Linked DNA regions of Xenopus tropicalis: region 1 is linked to region 2. A link is a contact called in public Hi-C data. All regions are on one chromosome and are shown on one strand. Each heading gives the region's core, a stretch centred on a gene start, on an enhancer-like site or on the middle of the called end of the contact. The rest is flanking DNA. Distances are from core to core; before and after follow the strand shown.

Region 1 (5,912 bases), core at 2,731-5,230, 200 kb after region 2:
ATAGACATGGGCATTAGGTCCACCCATACTGGCACAGAAACAAGATTTTGGCAGGATGCAATGCCTGCTTTGATAACAGTGTCCACAAAATGGTGCCGGCCTGTTCGCTGCAATTGTGAATTCCAAGGCTGAAGAAAATAAGATTAAAATAATTTATATAGTGTAAGTTAAGTTTATTTTGCTTGACAAACACAATAGAAAACAATTTGGAATTATTTCTTAAGGTGACAAGTCCCCTTTAAGCCCTCTTCATCTATAACATATTTATAAGAAAAAATACTGCTTTCTGAAATATACACTTGCATATCATTTAAGCAGTTTCAAAACATAGGAATCTACATCATAGTAAATTTACAGCATGTGTCAACATATTTTGCAGCTCTGTTGTATACATTAATTATACTGATTACATACAAACACTGTTGAAAGAGGCAAAAGCCCCCCGCTCATTAGCACTTACAGTCTAAAAGCAGACGTGCATAAGACAGTGTGTGCATCAAAGAAACATTCAGAGGGTTGGGAAAGATATCCGGAAAAGTATACTGGGGAATATTGAAGAGTGTGTAGAAAAAATATGCAGAGGGAGGAGACTGAGGCTTGCTGAGGAATATACACTGAGGTATAGCAGAGTGTTACTATTGTGAAAAGGAAGGGATGCATTTAGGAAACAGAGCATAATGGTGCTGCGTGTAGTATTTGTACTGTGTGGGATTTTATTGCAATGGATTGGGTTGACCATTCCCATAACAGGTTTCCATGTAAATAGGCAATGAGTCTGCACATCAGACTGAAACAAATGCTATTTCCTGCTTGTCAGCCCCATCCAATTGCAATGAATTTGCAATAAGCCTGCTTTGAGGCTTGTCCCTTGTCACTACCTCTTGCCTCCTAATTCCTGCAATTAAAGAAAGAGCTGTATGTTTCCTCAGTTATGGCAACAGATAGCAAAAATTGCCCATGTTCTACAAACAAAACTACTATGCAACATTTAGACATCTAAATGTTGCGCTGATACTTCATTAAAAAGAATGTCTTCCTAAAGCTATCAAGCACATCTAAGCAAACTGCAACATACATCTTGTTCAGGGTTGGACTGTCCCTCTGTTATGCCTGTAAAAATCCCACTGGCCCTGCTCAATGAAGTGCAGGGTCCTGTCGACTACCTGCTACTCTGCTGGGTCCTTAGGACCACCCAAAACTGTTTGATTTCTTTGGAAGGAACTGTGGAATGCATGGTCACCTTTTTTTGCAGGAGCTTCAGATTAGATGGAGGCAGAGTGTGGCAAGCAGCATGGCATGGCTGGGAGAGAAGAAATGTTTGTTCCATTCTGTCTGAGCAAGTATGTGATCCTCAGAGGGCATGCAAATTTTAGCAACATACCCCTGCTCATCCATGGTGCTCACATGCGTTTGGTGGGCCCCTGAGGTGAGTTTCTCCTGTGGGCCCCAGGGACCCCAATCCTACCTGCCTTATAGATCTGTAGTTCTGAATTTTATTTCAACCTAAGTTTAATTTGTGTGTTCTTTTCACAGTCTAAAATAACAATAGTTGCTGATGAAATTGGCCGCAGAAATTGAATTGTAAAAACCACTGGTATTATTGTAAATTTTGTAGAATCACTTTGTAGTTATTCTGGTTATAGGCACTTTAAAAATAAAACCCCATATGTAATAAAAAGTAGAAGTTTAAAAAGTTAAAACTAAGAAGTTTGCTACCTACTGATGGGTTACTGCACTGATCCTGGGCAAATTAAGTACCTTTTTATTACATAACCCCTATAGACTACTAATAATTATGGAAAATCACTAAAGACAAAATTTTCCTTTATCCACATGTCCTATTTTTCTCAGCATCATAACATGACTCCCAGGTCTGGATTGGGTTTCAAGATAGGCCCTGACAAGTACACAGTGGCCCAATCTGTCCCTCATTAGTCCACTAAATAGCACTACGGCATTATACAGCATCCCCTCTGGCATTTGCCAGAGTTCACAGACTGCATGTATGTGTCTCTAGACTGGAGCCAATCTTCTCCTGCTTTAAATGCATCCTTAAATGATTTTAAATGTTGCTGTCTATTCCAGTAGCCTGCTCTGCAGTACCATTTTTCTGATGGAAACTTCCATACTGTACAGGTATAGAATCTTTTATCCGAAAACCCATTATCCAAAAATTACAGGCCATCTCCCATAGAGTCCATTATTAGCAAATAATTCTAATTTTCTTTTTCTCTGTAAAAATAAAAGAATACCTTGTACTTGATCCAAAATAAACTACATCTATGTTGGTGGCAAAACAACTCTATTGGGTTTATTTAATGATTAAATTTTTTTTAGCGGAATAGTAATCCGAATTATGAAAAGCCCCATTATGTGGAAAACTACTGGGGTCTCGAACATTGTGGATATTAGATCCTGTACTAGATAAAATATGTATTTTTTTAAGGAGAACTGGAAAGACCAGTTTTCCTATCTACTCGGGATGCACCAAATCAGGATTCGGTTTAGGATTTGGCAAGTATTCTGACTTTTTCAGCAGGATTAGGATTCGGTCAAATCCAAGCCTCTGACTGAACTGAATCCTTAAAATTACGTGACTTTTTGTCATATGAACACAGAAGTTGAAATTTTTTTAACCCCCTACGTAACCTTATTTGCATTTGCATATTGGGATTTTGATTCAGTTCAGGATTCAGCTGAATCCTAAAATAGTGGATTTGATGCATCCCTATTATCTAACCCTTTTCTTATTAAAATGTATCTCCATGGTGAATTATGTTATTAAGAGCGAAGACACGGGGCAGCTAAATTGCCGCGATTAGTCACCACTACTGAGTTTTTTAAAAGTCACAGCAACTAACCACTCTGTGGGGCCAATTCACTAAAGGGCGATAAAGCTTATCGCATGCTTTTTTGTGTTAAAAAGCATGTGATAATTAAGTCCCGATTCATCAAGTCATTTTGCATGCGTTAAGACGCGTTATTTACCTAGCATTGCATTAATTCTCGCATAGAAATGATACTAACACATGATTCACAAACACATATGAAGCATTAAACACGCTAAATATTGCATTAGTCGAATATTAACATCTACTTGGGGCAGGCGGTACTTAAAGAAAATTGTGGTTCGTGAGCTTTTGGCAACACAACATGGACTTTACAGTGGGATTTTTTCAAGTATGTTGGCCCTAGAGTCATGCATCCTCCAATTTTCAGGGAAATTGTAATTTTCAGAAAAGTAGTTTTTCGAAAGTAATGGTTACTTGCGTAAAATCGTGCGCTAATATAGCAAGCAGCGAAATATATTGCGTGCAGTGGAAAATAACACACGCGGCGGGAATTAACGAAAGGATAACGCTCATCACGAGTTAAATAACGTAAAGAACATTGCGTCTTAATTATGACGCCTGTCCTTTTAGTCAATCGAGCGTTAATTCACAATAAGAAGCGATAACATTTTTTATTGCATGCTATAAATAGCGCTCATTTTAACGCACTTTAGTGAATCAGCCCGTGTGTCTTCACCCTTAGGAATGTCGGAGGAGCCCCACTAGACAGACAACAGATTTCGCTTTCTGTCACAAAGAAAGATCATGGTGTGCCTTCAAGTTCCCCAAGACTGACATTGCTAGCTTTTTTCTGCTTTACTTGAAGGTCGCTTTCTTGATCTTCAGTTATAGAAGCAAACTCCCTTTAATGTTTGCTACATGCTTTTATTTACCTTATCAGATTTAGAGAATAGACTTCATGGTTTGCTCTCCAATAAGTCAGCATATTTGTCAATAAGTACTAAGTGCACTAATAACACCCTTTAGCAGGTATGCATGTGCCATTAGTAGGTCCACTCCTGCCTCGACCCCTTCAAACTACAGCGCAAGGGGGATTTAAATGTGATTTCACTGTGGTCAACAAAGAGCAGCTACACTCTGCACAACCCTCTAGCGCCACCCAACGCTCAGCTCAGTCGCTTTTGTGACACATGGCAGGAATTTAGCAAGGAGAAACATTTGACATGTTGGACTCTATTGGCAAAGCGTATGCCTATTTGCAAAGGGACAGCTTGACACTGAACTATGTAATGCGATTTCACGTCCCAGGCTGTACGACTGTCTGTTTACGCCATGCTTCTAAGACGCTGAACGTAAGAAACAAGCAGCCCTGCTTCCAGTCTTGCTGAACTACAAGTAAAAATGGACAGAGTAGAGGATGTGAGAGTTGCAGGTCAGCAACAGCTGGCGAACCCACGACATAATCTTCCGACTTCCGAATCCGTGCCAGCGCGGTGGGTATGCTGCACAAGGCACATGTAGGGAAGGGGATCCTGGGTGCGGGATAGGAATGGGCAGGCACAGCTCATCTTACTGGAAAGCTCGCACTTTGGACTCTGGCTGGGCACTGACTGACTCAGTCCGCCTCCTTCTTCGTATCAGGAGTGTTAAAGACAGGGAAAGCAGCGCTTAGAGGGGGACTCAGCCAACCCCTGTGTCCACTTCCTTCCCCTGCAAAGGAGGGGGGTTGGGGTACAGTTCTACCCACCCCAATAGTCCCATACTAAAGCAAGCAGCACCAGTGCAGCTCGGGTGACCTTCTGCGATCTGTCTCGCCTAGCCCCTCCCAGTCGGCTCGGGTTCTGTGGCGCATCCCACCCCCCATTCCTCTCTCTCCATGCTCGGAGCATTGTGAGACAACTGGGAGTCGCGGTGTGTGTGCAGTGGGCTCTCGGGAAACGGCAGCCCTTGGACTGTGTCATGGCGCGGAGGAGAGGAGGGAACCCGTCCCTGAGTGCTGCCCTCGCCTTGCTGCTGCTATGCAGGCTGTGCGGTGAGTTCGTGTTGTGGGGCGGGGTTGCCCAGTGTGGGTAATGGGGGGTTACTGGTGGTGCCAGGAAGCCATGCACAGTCATGCCATGCTAAGAAAATTCCCTACCCCACCCTGTGCCAAGTCCCCAATTCTCTGGCAGATCGGGGATCTTTGTGCAACAGGACCGTTACTTTCCCTCAGGCACCATGTTCCAGGCTACTGCTATAGGCAGGAGGGGCGGCCCCACGGTAATACTTCTTAGCTGACATGGACCGCTGTCCTGCCCCGTGTTGGGAATGTCCGAGGTACTTCTCCACGGCTACAGCCCTGAATGGGACATATAGTTTAACTACAGCTTGCCCATCCTTGTTATAACCCTCAAAGTCAGCTATACCATTTGCAGGTTTCCCAGTGGTGGATAACTTAGCGCTGTCCAGATGTTGATCAACTACAACTCCCACCATCCTGTTTGTGCGATGTTGGGAGGAATTGTCAACGCCATCTGGATACCCATGTGTGCTTATAACCCCTCCCTGTCATATTAATAATGGTGTCATTAACTTTGTGTGGTTAAAATCCCAAGATCAACCTCCCTGTCTTTGAAGACAATTGTGTGACACAGGGGCTGAAGCCTCTTCTTTTTCACAAGTTAGTTTTATTGTGCTAGGGCCTGCAAGCCTTTGCTATAAGTGGAGGGAGGCTGCCTAGCCCATTCCTTACAAAGAACTAGGGCTTGGAGTTCTGTGGCAGGAAAGTGGCCACCTCTGAGTGGGTGACCCTGGGAGACCAGTGATGTCACAGCTCCCATAGGTGCAGCCACTGGAGGCGGATATGTTGCTTGGAATCACGGCACTGCCTCTCTCATCACTGCTTTATGATGCTGGGTGACAAGAGGGATTAACCTTCACTTTGCTGCTTTGGCAACCGCCTCTATATGTGTATTGTTAGGGATGAATGCACTTTATTGCTGTGTGGCTTTGCATGCATAGTTTCCTGGCACAGCCATATGTGCACTGGTGCTCCTTAGCCATAGTTTTATTGACTGTTGTTAAACTACCATACCAGGGAATGGGAAATGACCCAGGGGTCTCAAAAGACTCATCCACAAA
Region 2 (5,995 bases), core at 2,949-5,448:
AACAGATAAGTTCTGTAGAATACAATAGTGTTTTATCTGCTATCTGCTATGTGCCTGTGCCTTTTCTCCTTTGAATGGCTGCCTCCATGGCTACATAGTAGCTTATTTATATAAATTATAGTAGACTTTCTGAAGTAAACACACAACTTTTACCAGTGCAGGGCAGCAGCACATTATATTTTAGTTACTTTTATACACTTTCATTTTTTGGTGTTACTGTTCCTTTAATTGTACCCTTTTAAAGAAGTTAGATTATAGATAATATTAGAAATATTAGTACTTTTTTATTATATTACATACCGGTAAATAAATACTTATGTCTACAACAACAACAATGGCTCCTCCCTGCTGAAGTTGTATGAATGCACTGATCATGATATACATATGCGACAAAATCTCTAGTGGTATAAGTCCTATTTTATTCAAAGCAGCTTTAACAGCTGTGAACCAAAAAATGTGTTCATCAAAAATACAAAGTATTTTGCATTTATTTTAATTTGAATAAATGGATGTTATATTTAACTTGCATCTGTTGCTGGGTATATTTGCAATGGTTGCATATTCAGTACATAATGAAACATATATCTAAAGGCTACATAGGAAAATGCTAAATTTGAGGTTACTATAATAAATCTTTTATGATCAATGTTTTCTTTACTGCTTTAAAAAACAATATAACAATAAAATGCATTTACCCCCTGCTACAGTTATCTGTTATCTGAGTTAATCATCTGTCCAGGGAAAAGAAAATACATCTTTACAATTGAACGTGATATTGATTTGGGGGTGACTACATCTTTTATTATGACATTTTGTTTATCTTCAAGGGAATTTCAGCAGATTAGCATGTCCCAGTGGGATAATGGGGCACCACCCACCAACGTTAACGCTACAGAATCCCTAAATCATGCTTTTTAAAATGCACATCCATCTTTAAATGATTAGCAGGTCCCTTTTCAATCCCCTGTGCAATGATAAATGCAAAAAGAATGAACACACTAAAACGTATTCTGACAGGTCGTCTCCAATTAAATTCCAATAATATATTTATAAATAATTTTTTCCATATTTTAAAGCCCTTTGTAGGATTCAGATTGAGCTGAATCTTCAGGGTTTGGATTTAGTTTGGCTTTAACATTTAGGGACACATTTACTAAAATTCATTTTTTTCTGGGCTTGAAAGTCATATAAACTTGACATGGTATAAATTCAAATTAAACTCGATCATTGCTGTATTTATAAAATGATACGATAATGCTCGAATCTTTCATATGAAAAGTTTATATTCAAAAATAAAAGCATTGTTAAAACTCGAAAAAACGGACGTTCATTTCATGATATCCTCTTTATAGATAGAAGTCACCATGCGAGGTATTCACTTTTTTGTTGCATTTTTTAATAAATAAGGAACCATTCACACTTTTCTAATTAGTTATGGTAGAACATAGCTCTAAAACTACACAAATCCGAATTTAGATAAATCTGCCCCTAAGCCTTCACCAAAGTTATATACAAAAATAGATATTTTATTTTTCAAGAGAAAGTTTCTTATCACTAATCTCACATTCACATTGCCCACTGCGTCATGGGATAAATAGTACAAAGCATTGGGGAGTGTTCCTTAACAACTGTTTTGTGGCACAAAACCATCAGTTTATTTGCAAAATATTTTCACAGTTCACCACTAGATGGTGCAATGTGTTACTTCATTCCAAAGGTGTGGTTCTCACATACCCTTATACACGCTGGAAAATACCAGCATATCATTGTGGGAAAGAAGACACAAAAGCTAATATGAACGTTTTGGGAAAAAAATACTTTTTGTATTTTAAGGAAAACTATAGACAAAGTTTATTTCTATACTAATGTGGTCATATTAGTACAAGTGATATATTTATGCAATATTATACATTATGATTATAATCCATGTTTTTAATTATTTTTATGTCATTCCACTTATACAGGTTTATTCTGCACTCTGTCTTATCACTAGTGATGACTGCATTTGTCCCTTTTCAATTTGCTGAAAAATTTGCGAAATGACAGTAAAATTTGCAAAATGGTGAAAAATTTGCAAAATGTGTTTGTCACACGTTTTTTTTGTTGCCCGCACCCATTTTGACGCGACCGTGCTTTTGTTTTTACATGATCACGCCTTTTTTTACAAGACCGTGCCCATTTTGACACAACGCAACAAATTTTTCATTGGCGAATTTTCTCTGAAGTTTCGTGTAACAATTCGCCAATGGCTAAATGCGGCAATTCACTGCGAATCTATGCCTGGTGAAAAAATTCCCTCAGCACTACTTATCACTGCCTAGACCCTGCACCCTTCATTATCACACATTGTCTGGTTCCTGTACCCACCGGTAATATATGCACTTTCTACATTTTCTTGTCACATATTGCTATTTTCCTACACTCTTACTTTAAACAAATTGCCCCACACTCTTCCCTATGATCACACTTGCGTTGCAATAGGTTCTCACAAACCCACTGCATTAGGTATGGGAATTAAATCACTATGCAGCCCAACTGCTCAATGTTTCAACAATGTTATTACACCATTTATTAAATTACTAGTTACACTTTAAAAAGATAATCACCAATCTTCCTTTTAGCCCTTGGTGCCAAATGCTTAGATAGCTCTAGATCTGGGTAGATTTGTATTATGTGCAAACAGAAAATCTAGCCAAACACAAAGCAGATCAAGCAGTGGTGTAATTATACAGGAAGATTAGAATCCCCCTTAAATAATTCTGTGATCTGTTTTACTTAAACAATAAAGATGTAAAATTAGCTCTGATTGCAGCTATTCCTGGTTTCTTGTTGGAAAAAGACCATGTGCAACATATTTCCTGAATTTAGTCCACTGATATTGTGCAAATCATTAGTGTAGAAAAGAGGAATGCTCACCAAGAAAGGAAGTGTAATTGTCTGGATGCAATGTGTTTATAGGGGAATTTCAATGGGTGCATGTGCATTCTCTTTAAAAGGACCATTAAACTTAAAATACAAGATGCATTTCATTTTGATCTTCTCAAGAAACTAATATCTGCTTTTTAAAGAAGTGGTCTTTTCCTTTGACATCTCAAATATTTAAAAAACTTCCATTTAAACTAAATGACACTTTATTTATAAAAAAAAAAAAAAGATTTCATACCTTTTTGGAAGATATGCTTAGTAATGCTGGAACAGCTAAATGAGGCTCAGTTAAATTGCACTTCTGCGGGAGAAAAAAAGGCATTGTTAAAATTACTTTTTTTGTATTAGATGTTTTAAATAAAGAAACAAATCAATATCTAGCTATCTGATTACTATAACAATACACTTGTGTCAAAAGTACATGCCTTAAGTCCACAGTCTCATTCTTTTGTAAACTTGATATCTGTCTCTTTAAAACAGCCCGTGTGCTGACAACAGAAACAGCTGGCCATTGTTTAGTAAGTTTCTGTGAAACTGAGTAGAGAGGTCTAAAGCACGCTAACCTTAAGGGCTATTCAGGGGGACAGTATATTTAATCAATCAGGCCAGAATTGCATTGAAACTGAATTGGGCTCTTAAAGAGATACGCTTAGAAGCTATAACTGACAGGATGAGAAGGGACATTCAGGTTGGCAAAACAGTCAGGTTTAGGAACTTCAAATAAAAATTACTTACATAAACGGCCCTATTAGTGAACAAGACCTATAGGTAACTTTTTATGTACATTAATATTTTGAAGAGTAGTTTTTAAGTGTCAGTATCACTTTAAGGCAAAACAATATTGTGATTATATTAGCAACTCTCATCTTGCTTCTTGCTCTCAGGTACTCCAGTGCTGAGGTTTACTTTACAGGAATGCAATAAGCTCAGCCAAGTCCTGCCCAGCCCGCTTACACTTCATCAAGAACAGGTCCAATTATAACTGGGTGCTGTGATAGAAAAGGTGAGCTGGCAGACAGGCTCTGTAACCTAAATCAACTCTATTGTGGGTATGCAGCCTTAAAAACATAGAGGCTGCAGAGCAGACAGGCAAGGGACAGGTTATCTGCACCTTACAAAACTAATGTCTCATGAATATTCTGCTTTAGCCTGGTCTCTGCAAGCTCTCTCCTCTTTTATTTGAAAAACAGATTCAGAGTACACTTGTAAGAAAACCTAGTGGAGCTTGTTTGCTTCTGCTTTCCCCTGTGGTGCATTCTTCAGCATTCCACCGCTGGCCGGTGTAGGAAGGAACACATTCCATACTTCCGTATGCGCCTGTACTCACAAAGGCGCATGTAATTGCCAAACGCAGGTGGAACACAACATGCTGCGTTCCATTTGTGTTTGCACCATGCACCTGTGTGAGTACAGGCACATACAGAAGTATGGAACGCATTTGTTTGTGTGCTCCCCTGCAGTGGAACACAGGAAAATGCCACCACAGGGGAAAGCAGAAACAAATGCTTTTGAGTATGAGCCCTTATACTTGTCTTTTGCTTTTAGTGGATGTGTTTACATGGGGAGAAGATTAAGACTTAGGACAAAGTAGACATTCTACCAATATCTGGCATTTTCTATTACAGTCCATGGGATTGGGGCTGCCCCTCCCCCCGCGAGTGCGACTTATACTTACTTTTGCCGCAATCGAGAAAGGGAAGCAGGGTAGCAACAGAGCAGGGCAGATGGGGATCAGGTCTGGGTCAGCAGAGCCCATGAGGTTTTTTCCCGATGTCCTGCTGGCCCAATCTGACCACACAAGCACTAACTGAAAATGTTCACGTCCACATTGTAGAGCAAGCGTCATGTTTATATCTCAGCACTTTCCATTTTATAGAGATTATACAGCACATCAATCACATCAGTCCATGCCACAGTGCACCTTACGATCAGTGGTCTCTACCAAACTTGCAAACACCATGGTCAATTTTATTAGGGGCCAATTAACCTACCTGCATGTTTTTGGAGTGTGTAGGGGGGATTCTGAAGTACCAAGAGGAATTCCACAGACACATTTCTGAACTAGTAATTTATAACTAAAGAAAATAATAACTATGTTGCAGGATAACTACATAAACATTAGCAATACAGGAATCCTGTTTGTTCTGTTCAGTTTTGATTTCATTTATATAGTGAAATTGGAGTAAATGAATACACAAAAAGGATCTGCAGCTTCCTAGGTAACCTGCTGAGCAGTAATAATTTGCTTTAAGAATAAACATACAAAGCACCACATATATTGACTCTCATAGTAAAGCACTACTACAAATTTACAGGCTACAATTATTGTCCCTATTATCATGGTTTAAGTATTAAGAATTCCATTAATTATGAATTCAGGTAATGTAATTTACAGGGAGGAGTTCACAGAGACAGTGGAGCGCATAAGTTACACTACAGTGTACCCCAGTAGTGTATGAACACTGTCAAAATCAGCGTTGCTTCCATCAGCCCAAGAACCCACTGTGATCATTCATTTCACTATTTGGGTGTTGGGACCTGCTATGCTGAGCCTTACAAATCTTTTCAGCATAAAGTATTTAGGAAAACAAAGGCAATGGCAATGGTGTTGATATTTAGGCTTCTATGTTGCTGCTCATAAGTTAATGAGCCACACTGATTTATTTCACTGACCACCCTGCTGGGAGAGATATTTTGATGGTGTTCAGTGGAGCAGAAAGAATTCTGGAGTGGAGCGAGAGGTCAAACAGGAACTGTTAGTTACGTGCATAGCCTTCACATGCACAAACCCTGCTGCTCATATTACTGGCTTGTGTTCTAATTTGGTCTTTAGAGCTTATGCCTCTAGAAACCCTCACCAATCTCCTCCAGGTACTGTATAAGAATGATGTGTCTATATAAAAGGTAATCAATCTTAGTTAGTAAGTGAAAAGAAGAGAATAATAAGATGTTAAAGGGCAAAGAAAAGGGAGAATGTTTTGTGCTTTGCTGTAAACATCCAAGCAAATATTTAATCTCCCCTCCAGGCTAATTTGGGGAGAATAAACAGCCAATGACATCAGTGTTATAG

What was found. Hi-C and Micro-C count contacts between places; a contact is called where the count stands out from the background.
Region 1: a contact with region 2 is called in a Hi-C map of gastrula embryo, with 2.6 times the contacts expected there. The contact joins the promoter of nectin3 here to the enhancer-like site in region 2. A contact is called at or near these places in 5 of 5 Hi-C or Micro-C datasets (brain, gastrula embryo, liver and 2 more).

The regions. Positions count from the first base shown.
Region 1 is chr2:76,523,564-76,529,475 of UCB_Xtro_10.0, forward strand. It overlaps nectin3 (nectin-3), which reads left to right and starts at 3,981. Exons shown (of 6, transcript XM_002940109.5): 1 at 3,981-4,824. The coding sequence starts at 4,752.
Region 2 is chr2:76,320,468-76,326,462 of UCB_Xtro_10.0, forward strand. morc1 (MORC family CW-type zinc finger protein 1) reads right to left here. Exons shown (of 27, transcript XM_031896211.1): 20 at 3,164-3,226. Among named protein-coding and RNA genes, the nearest start is that of guca1c, 41 kb to the left of the region's middle. Within about 2 kb of position 4,199, at least 3 of the 11 cell types and tissues checked have an H3K27ac peak or open chromatin away from gene starts, as enhancers often do. A contact at or near this core is called in gastrula embryo, where this site is marked.